Regions from separate parts of the Triticum aestivum genome. Here region 2 is linked to region 1. Evidence: chromatin contacts called from public Hi-C data. All regions are on one chromosome and are shown on one strand. The core of a region is the stretch at or near the end of the contact, and the rest is flanking DNA. Distances in the headings are between cores, read along the strand shown. Region 1 holds the start of LOC123180126 (co-chaperone protein p23-1). Region 2 holds the start of LOC123180128 (annexin A7).

Region 1 (4,819 bases), core at 590-3,089:
TGTCCAGCCTCTGCGCCCACTTAGTGCTCGGGTGGCGACTGCACTCAAAACAATCCCCGTCACGATTTCAATCAAATCTCGTTTCTACAATCACGAAAATCATTATCAACAAATAAGAAATGGCCAGACAATTTGTTGGCCAAAAAAGGGCAACTTTTCGTGAGGTTGGCCAAACAAATGGTAATCAGTCACCAATCATGCTCTGGAACGCCAAAACAGAGCAGCCCTTTTAGCAAAAACCTAGGATATCACAAATCACAATAACACGCATGCTTGTGCCTACTAACCAAGAAATACAGCAACTTACAAGGCGCAACGTCCAGACTCCCAGGTCCCAACTCCAAGGTGCATAATCTAATTTAGTAATGATTAGTGCACTTCTACAAGATTCGTGGATTTACAGAAGGAGAAAAATAAAAGGTACATTGAAAAAAAAAAGTTTGACAGCTGTGGGATTTGAACCCACGCCCTTTTGGACCAGAGCCTAAATCTGGCGCCTTAGACCACTCGGCCAAACTGTCTTGATCCTTAATTATCTGTATTAGCCATATAGTCATGGTAATCACAACTCACAGTGTTGCATATACAGCTTATCCGAGAGAGAAAATAGTCTTGGTTCCAGTATATACATATTTTGTCCTATCCTTGATCCATATGCTAACAGGCAACTTCTCAAACTAGTGATCATGTATGTGTAGTACTCCCGATACATCCATTTGAGTGACAAACTTTTTGGGACGGAGGGAGTAATTGATAACCAATTTCTTGGTGCGAGAACAGATAGGATTGATGGACAATGAGAGACCTCCAAATAATTGATAACCAATTAGAAACAATACAATGCGATGTGAGACATCACTATAGCAACGCAAGTCATCTGATTTAGGCTGTTTCAGATTCACCGCAACTTGCGCTTCTTATGTACTCCAAGAGACCGTTTGCTTCTATCATGTTCTCTAGAGATCACACACAAACAACCAAAATATGTTATCCAGAGATCACACACAAAACCTCGAGTCTGAAGCAACAAAACTAGCAAAGAATTGTTGATGTCTCTAGAGATCACACCAAAAAAGTGATCTCTAAAGATCACACACAAACAAACAAGCAAAGAATTGGGGCACACACAAGGTGCAACATCCAAACAAAACCTTGTCACTTGATTCCACCCAATAGTTTGTGAGGTTGGCCAAACAAATGGTAATCAACCAATCATGCTCTGGAACGCCAAAACAGGGCGGCCCTTTGAACAAAAAAACTAGGACACGCACGCTTGTGCCGCCTAACCAAGAAATACAGCAACTTACAAGGCGCAATGTCCAGACTCCCAGGTCCCAACTTCCAGACCCATGATCCAATCTAATCTAACTGACTAAACAAACTAGTACTACTGTATATGACAGACAGACAGACAAGAAGACCATATGCAGAATCCTACTGTAATAACCAAACTAAAATAGCAGCGCCCCGTCAATCAATCCCAGCCCAGCCCGGTCAGCCGGCGGCATGGCGACCTACCACCACGCGACCGCACATGAATCTCGTCAATCAATTAGAACAAGAGAACGCCCAGAGAAGGATCGCGAGCGGCTATCACCTCATGCTTGCGGGAGTAAATCTCGCTCCTGCTGCGCGGGGATCTACGGTTTAGGGTTCAGAAGAGTCGCGGCTTCAGAGGGGAGGGGAGAGCGCGTGAGGAGAGGAGAGAGAGGCGGAGGAAACGACGAGCAAGGATGTTGCGGGTGTTGAGGAAGGAAGGGGTTGCGGCGGAGTGGAAGAGGATAGGAGGGAAGTCAATGAGGGCAAATCCGTAAATAGGGCCTGGCTTAGCTGCTTCGGTAAGGCTCTAGATCGTTCGATGTCCTTCGGCTCTGATTTTTCTTTTTTCTTTTTGAGATTTTCTTGTTTTCCTTTTTGACATCATCTACTCTGAATTTTTTTTTATTTGAATTGCTTATCACATATGTCACGTGGTATCTATCTCTGATTTGTTAATTGTGGAGAGTTGATCTCTCTATTTCTATCTATGATCTGTTAAGCTTTCTTTAAAAAAACAATGGTAGGTCGTTTCTTTTTCATATTTACGTGAGACAGTAACCATATTATACACTATATTTCCTGATTATTACTCCTTCCTATAACACCAGGGATGACATTTTGCCCAGTGGCGGAGCTTAGTGGGCCATCGCCCCCCAGTCCATGAGAAAGCTAGCATATATCCCCTAGTATTCAGCCCATATAAAATCAGCCTAAAGTCATGTTTCTTGCCCCTCCAGCCCATTGGCCCCTCCACAAATTCAGCCCAAGCTCCGCCACTGATTGTGCCCACGAATTCTGGACGACAAACCAATCAAGCTATCCATGAATGGCAATAGACAGTCCACTCACCACTAGATAGGGCCATCATGCACACTCTTTCATGTGCACAACCGTTTCGATGAAGAAAAGCAAGGTGGGACGGGAGGGGTGATGAAACCATTACGACCATCACAACCGCGGACTCCTTTTTAATAGTACTTCTAAGTATACAGTAGAGATGAAACTGATTAGTTTTGAATTGAAATCCATCCGGGACGTTCATTTCCACTGTCAGGACCCAAGCCGAGAGTTTACTGACGAAGAGATGCAGCCACCGAAGATTCAGAGAAGCGACGGTCAAGATGAGCGCTAGAGATATCAACGGCTCGGATTCCATCCTCACCATTTCCTGTAACTGTTACTTTTGTCGACACCGTTGTGATCTGTAACAGTGCCGTTAGTTGTGAGCTGTGAGCTGTCCTGTTAGCTTATAAGGCACGCTAAGGGGAGGAGATGGTCAAGAAGATTCTTAGCATATGCTGTAGTTGGTAGAACCCTAGCTAGCGAACCAAGTCGGGGTCTCTGATCTCGCGTAATTCCCCAAGTTGTATCCCTAAATTTCTACTGTTTTTTCACTGATAATGCAAGAGATTGAGAGGATCGCCTTGTTCTGGTAATTTGGTCCTCACAAAGGTATCAAAGCCAGGTTGCAGTCCTCAACGACGAGTTGACGGCGGCGAATCAGGCTGTGGAGAGCAGGAGGTTGGGTTCTCTCGTAAAATCCCTCTCGTCCCTCCCAGTTTGCGGTGGCGGCGTCCGGTGGCGGCGACACGGCGGCGGTGAAATTCGGGCGCAGATCTCTGAGTCCGATCCGGTTGCTGAGAGATCTTCTCTCGATGGTAAAAGTCCGGCGCCTGACGGGATCCGTGCGTCAAGAGGAAGATTCCGTTGAGCGAGGCTAGCGGGATCGGTCTCAGATGGCGGACACAAGAGCCAAGGTCCAGATCACAGTGGATCGAGTGGAGAAAGAGGTAGCAGATTTGAGAGCAGAGGTAGAAGGTTTACAAGAGCTCAAACAAGAGGTGTCAAAACTCCAGTCAGAGATGGTCACTATGCCGAAAGTAGAGGCCAAGCTCTCTGAAATGAACGAAGGAATTCAGCAAACCTTACAGTTGATTTTGGAGAAGATGAACATATCAACTCAGAAAGCAGAGCCAGTCTCTTCAGATCTTAAAGTCAAGGAAAGTCAGACAGCTGGTGGTGGTCATGTACCAGTTTCAAAGTAGAACAATGTGCAGAATGAAGCAGATCCAGTGATGAGAAATTTAGAGCAGGAGTTCAGAAGACAAGAGAATTTGCCGGTCACAAACACAGCTGGTCTCTCAACTGGATTGCCAGTATCACAGTTAGTAACTGAAAGCACAAGAATTAGTACTGTTTCACAACAAGAGGATCCAATTAGTGGGCAGTTCAGAGGAGCTCCTACAAGTGTCAGTGCAACAGTACAGGCTCATACTCTGAGATTTTCAGGCAACAGTGGGTACTTTGCTCCTGTTAGTGCTCCACTTTTCTCTCTGCCTCACACATACAATCCCATCACAGGCCAGTACATCAATACAACAACAACAGCTTAAGGGGTCTCTCCTGTGTATCAAGCAGTAGGAAATCTATATGATCTGCAGAGAAATCAACATTCTACTCAATTAGGAGGTCCATCATATTTTGCAGAAGCAGTTCTCAAAGGACCAAGGTTGGAAATTCCTCTTTTTAATGGAGAGGATCCTAATGGATGGCTCATAGCCTGTGAAAAATTCTTTGACATATCTGACACTCCATATGAGCAATGGGTTAATTTGGCTACTGGTCATCTACAAGGCAGAGCTTCGAACTGGCTGAAAAATATTTGTGTTCCATGGCAAATGGTTACTTGGCAACAGTTCTGCCAGATGATAGCTGACAGGTTCTCAGAAGCAAGTGTTCATGAAGCAGTGGAGTTACTGAAGAATATTCAGCAAACCAACACTGTCACTCAGTACATTGACAACTTTGAGCAATGTGTAGCTCTAGTCAAAAGAGATCATCCTTGTCTCCAAGAAATTTTTTTGTTGAGCTGTTTCATTGGGGGTTTAAGGAGTGACTTCAAACATGAGGTCTGTGGACAAAAACCGACTGGGATTATAGAAGCTTATTGGTATGCAAAAGTCTATGAGAAAGCTGCAACTGCTAGGAAAGTTCAGGCTTTCCCAGCTTACAAATCAAGAAACTATTCTTCTTCTTATAGAAATCAATCAGCCCCATTACAAGTGCAAGTACCTTCTCCAGAAAAGTCTACTGTCCCTTTTCCAAAGGAGGCCAGAGCTTGCTGGTACTGCAGAGAGCCATGGACAAGACAACACAAGTGCAAAATTGGGAAAACTTTACATATTCTGCAAGAACTGGATGAGGATGAGGACAGTGATACTGCAGAAGAAGGTGCAGGTGCAGATCAAGCTTACCACACTGCTCCAAACACTCCTGACAA
Region 2 (4,819 bases), core at 720-3,219, 300 kb before region 1:
ACAATAGCCGATGAGGACGGATGCTGAAGAATGACACAAGTTTGATACAACAGAACTTGGGACTCTTTAACATCAAGATAAACCACCACTCATATACTAGACTGAAATTGCAGGCTGTTGAAGATGCAGCGCATACTACACATCTAAATGCATATCAATCCAGCACATACTACACATATAAATGCATAGAAATCGTGGAAATGTAAATGTTCCTAACAGAGAGGGTGCTATGATGGCTTTGCACAGATCCTTATCAATATCAATGACTGAAAAACAAGGGAGTGGTATATACCAGATGAGCCAGGGTAGCCAGCAGGGGGATAGCCATGCTGCTGTGGAGGGTAGCCATGCTGTTGCGGTGGGTAGCCATGCTGAGGAGGGTAGCCTTGCTGAGGGTATCCATGCTGCTGCGGGGGGTACCCGTGGCCACCAGATGGGTAGCCATGGCCACCACCATGAGCACCGGCAACACCGTGCATGATGTTGGAGAGGAGCCCCTTCTCCCCGTCACTGCCACCCGCTCCGGGCGCAGGAGGGTATGCCCCAGGTGCAGGAGGGTATGCCCCAGGTGCAGGTGGGTAAGCTCCAGGTGCAGGCGGGTATCCTTGCTGTGGAGGGTAACCTCCCTGCTGCGGCGGGTACCCTTGCGGAGGGTATCCCCCCTGGCCACCGGGTGGGTACCCATGACCGTCGTTGCCTCCTCCCATTGCTGTCGAGGGACTTAACTGTACAAATTGTTGATCAGGTAGGCAAATGTTAGTACACGATAGAGAAATCTTGCTGTCTACAAGCATACAAGTTGGCATTACAACAGCAGCAGCGCCACACATTCCTTTTCTAGTCGAATTTCACGATCAAGGAATCTTTGCATACAAGCATATGAATTGCCACCAGGACATGTTATGTATGTACAGTTAACAAATTTTCTTGTCGGTTCGAGAGCTGGTAGCACCACATTGATGTGTTTATGCCAGCTAGAGCAGAACTAGCCGTCCTCACAACAGAACATTTGACTTGGTAAAAGAACCATATTCTTGAGTGAGTGCTGCGTGCAAGCAATCAGACATGGTCCTCTGACTAAAATAAACAGGGCAGCAACAACCAGCCATCGTGCCTAACTGCCTACTCAATTCCCATTTCAATTTCCACTTGACCAAACCATGTCCATCGTGCCTAACAAGCGGCAACCTATTCATACAAGACGGTTGAAACATGCATGTGCTAATCAAACATGAAGGAAGGGCATACATACATGATTATTAACCAATCGGAGAGACTCTGCGAGTTTTTTTACCCAAACCCAGTGCAAGTAGCGCTAGATTTAGCTTACGCATCCTGACTACGAATTCCACAACAACCCTGCCAAACTAATGGCATGATCGATCGATCGATTAAGAGCCGCGTCGATCCAACTGACGAAAGTCCTCGGGCATGACTTCGCACACATTAACGGCTAATTTGGGCGCCCTTTCCACAACGACGAACTGGGTTTTCTCACGGCAACCAGCCACTCAGATCCAGCGGAGCCAAATCCGTGACCGATCCCCCTTTCCCAGGGCCGACCTCGAAAAGGAAAAAATCCCCACCCAGTTGGTCGAACAGAGCAAAAAAAAAAATCCCCTCCAGTAAAATTTACCACGATCTACTACTCGGAGCCAAGAGGGGCCGCGGATTCGCAGGACTGTAGGAGCATGGAATGGATAAGGAGGCGCGCATACCTAGAGGACGAGAAGACCAGCGATTCTGCGAAGTTGAAGAAGAGGAAGCAGCCGAGCCGATCTGGTTTGGCGGATGATGACGATCTCTTCTCCGTGTATATTGGGTTGCTGTGGCTGTGTGTGCTGGGGGATTTTATACAGGGGCGGTGGGCTCGTGTACGCGCTTCCTTCCGGCTCGCATCGCAGGCGTTGGCACCTTCCTCCTCGCCCGCGCACCGAATCCCGGGCGGGTCCCGCGGCCTGGAGTTATTATTCGTGGGTGGATGGATAGGATTTGACATTGGTACGCCGCGTGGATGACAGGTGGGGGCCCTGGGCTCCCGCGGCTCGAGGCAGGCGCGGCCGAAGCGCGTCGTCCGTCGTGGGGGCGAGCAAGAAAGCAACGCGGCGAAGGAACCCCACGTTGCTTTGCTCAGGGGATATTTGCGCGTTGAAACGACGACCAGCCGGCACGTGGCGCGTGTGGGCGCTTCTCCGGCTGGGCCTGGATTCGGTCCACCAGCCCAGGCAGACGCGACGGGCAAATTAGCAGATTAGGAGTCCAAAAGCATTGGGCCAGTCTTTATCCCAAACACTCTCTTTGCTCCCCCAAAAAAAGCATTGGTCCGGATTATCCATGAATGCAGAATGTCCAATATGGAGGCTCACAATTTTATAAAAAGCGTTGTATCATTAATTAGCTCATGGTCGATATAACTGGCTGCTGCAGCGGAATGACACTACAATTGTACCATATATTATCATGCAATAAAGAGACCATGATTTCCCTCAAAAAAGAAAAACACTCTCTTTGCTCTCGCTTGAGCCTGTGTGTTTGCCTACACAAACGAGCCTCGTTTGAGCGTGCGACGCTGTGCTCTGGTTTCTTTTGCTGCCTCCACGACGGCCAGGAACGGCGCGGCACGGAGGGAGGGAGTCGCCGCTCGTCGGAGCTCTCCTCCCCGGCGCCTGCCAGCCTGCCACTGCTACATGATGAACGCTGGCCTCTCGCCGTGGCTGCCCAGGATGATCACCACGGTCGCACCCAGGCGCCGGCCTTCACATGACGTGCGTACTAGCGGTATGAACTGACCACTCATCTGATCGAGCATGATATCTAGCTAGCCAGTAGCTAGACGAAAGAGAACATCTGAACTGCAGCAAATGACTGATATGTGGTATATGATTCCGCTACTTATTAGTGGCACGGTAGGGAGGGAGGGGGTAGCTGCTCGCCGGAGCTCGCCTCCCCAGCGGCTGCCAGCCTGCCACTACATGATGAACGCCGGCCTTGCGCCGTGCAACTGCGCAGGATGATCACCACGGTCGCACCCAGGCGCCGTCCTTCACATGACGTGTGTACTAGGGGCATGCACTGAGCACTGATCTGATCGAGCATGATATCTAGCTAGCACATCTGTGTACGGACGAAATAGAACGTCTGAACTGCAGCAAATGACTGGCATCTGATTCCGCTACTTATTATCAAACCTTATTAGCTATACCGCACCAAATTATATGGTATATCGTAACAGCACAGGTGCATTGCATCATCGCAGTCTCACAGGAGACATGCTACCGCTCTTCCCAGCCGCGGGGGTATTTCTGGAACCAAGCTTACTTAAGATAGTTGATGAGGCGCAATCACCATGCGCAGACGCACATCACTTGCACTTCTTGAACTTGCCGTAACCGTGCTTGCCGTGGTGGTGGTGGTGGTGATATCCATGGCCATGGTGCCCCCAGCCGTGCCCGCCGTGGTAGTGTCCGTGACCGTGGTGTCCGTAGCCATGGCCTCCGTGACCATAATGGCCGTAGCCGTGGCCTCCGTGGTGGTGCCCGAGAGCATGGCTGCCGCCGCCGTAGCCGCCTCCGTAGCCCATGTGCCCGCCGCCGTAGCCATGGCCTCCGTGGCCACCCCCGTAGCCTGAAACAGATTATCAAGAAGTGATGACATAAATAAATCCGAGCTAATAACTGAAAGATCAATTACAGTGTTGCTCATATCATTGAGGTCCAACTGAGCAAATTAACTCCCCAGACACGACACAATTAGGACGTGCATTATGTATAACTGATCAACAAGCAATGCATACCAGGGTAGCCGACGGGGGGATATCCACCGTGAGGTGGGTAGCCACCGGGCTGAGGGTACCCATATTGTGGTGGAGGAGGATACGCCCCGGGAGGAGGGTAGGGGACCCCCGGTGGCGGGTAACCTTGAGGAGGGTATCCGTATCCTCCATGAGGTGGATAACCATGCATCATGTTTGAGAACAGCCCCTTCTCGGTGGTGTTATTCTTGTCTTTCCCTTCTTCCATTGTTGCGTTGCTGACTTACCTGCAAGGATGTATCTCTAAGAAAATGTGAAAGTATTTATCCTCAGCAAATTATATTGAGAGAAAAGAAATATTACATGGAGAAGAAGTATATATATTAGATTGTCATAGCATGTATGAATTGTATAACCATTGATGTAACAATCTGAAACATTATTCCAGCTCAAAGCCATAGTAGCTTACTCAATCATTGTATATCGAGTTGTCTAGCTTTACCAATTTGTGACGAGGGCCACAAGCCATGTGCACCTATACAAGCTCTAGAACTTGGACCCATGTGGGTGGAGAGGAGATACATAGTGGTGTGGGTCCTACTTTGGAGCAATTGCTAGGACGAGTCGCTTCTCTTTGTGCTTAAACCTAAATGTGTTTTTCCGTGGAGGTGGAGTACGGTGATGAGTTGACTATGAGAGCTTCATTCCCGAGAACAGGTTTTTCGACCATGGAGCCTGTGCCCCAGTCATGGATGGCATGATATGTTCCCAACATATGCCAAGGAGTGTCATTTGCAGGTGGATTAAGGATGGGAGGGCTAGCCGAACAATTTTTGAAAAAATCTTGGGCTAAGCTGACTTGACCCATGTAACACAGGGTCTGTGTAGCTGTAATTTCTTATTCCAACCAAATGCACAAGGTCTACAAGCCGTGGCATTGTTTGACTGCTCATGCCATCCTGTTCTCAGGGTTTAGTAGTCATGGTAAAAAGGATTCATGTATTTGGATTAGCATACAACATTACACATGATCAACATGCATGCTGCTAATCACAAACCAAGATTCCC

The links. Hi-C and Micro-C count contacts between places; a contact is called where the count stands out from the background.
Region 2: a Hi-C map of leaf shows a contact between it and region 1, with 5 times the contacts expected there. The contact joins the promoter of LOC123180128 here to the promoter of LOC123180126 in region 1. A contact is called at or near these places in 2 of 5 Hi-C or Micro-C datasets (both in leaf).

The regions. Positions count from the first base shown.
Region 1 is chr1D:37,087,019-37,091,837 of IWGSC CS RefSeq v2.1, reverse strand. It overlaps LOC123180126 (co-chaperone protein p23-1), which reads right to left and starts at 1,839. Exons shown (of 6, transcript XM_044592088.1): 1 at 1,598-1,839; 2 at 1-38. The coding sequence starts at 1,602. TRNAL-UAG (transfer RNA leucine (anticodon UAG)) reads right to left here and starts at 521; the gene lies at 442-521.
Region 2 is chr1D:37,391,532-37,396,350 of IWGSC CS RefSeq v2.1, reverse strand. It overlaps LOC123180128 (annexin A7), which reads right to left and starts at 1,969. Exons shown (of 3, transcript XM_044592090.1): 1 at 1,719-1,969; 2 at 293-725. The coding sequence starts at 707. It overlaps LOC123180129 (glycine-rich cell wall structural protein), which reads right to left. Exons shown (of 3, transcript XM_044592092.1): 2 at 3,794-4,038; 3 at 3,140-3,624. The coding sequence starts at 4,019. The coding sequence ends at 3,362.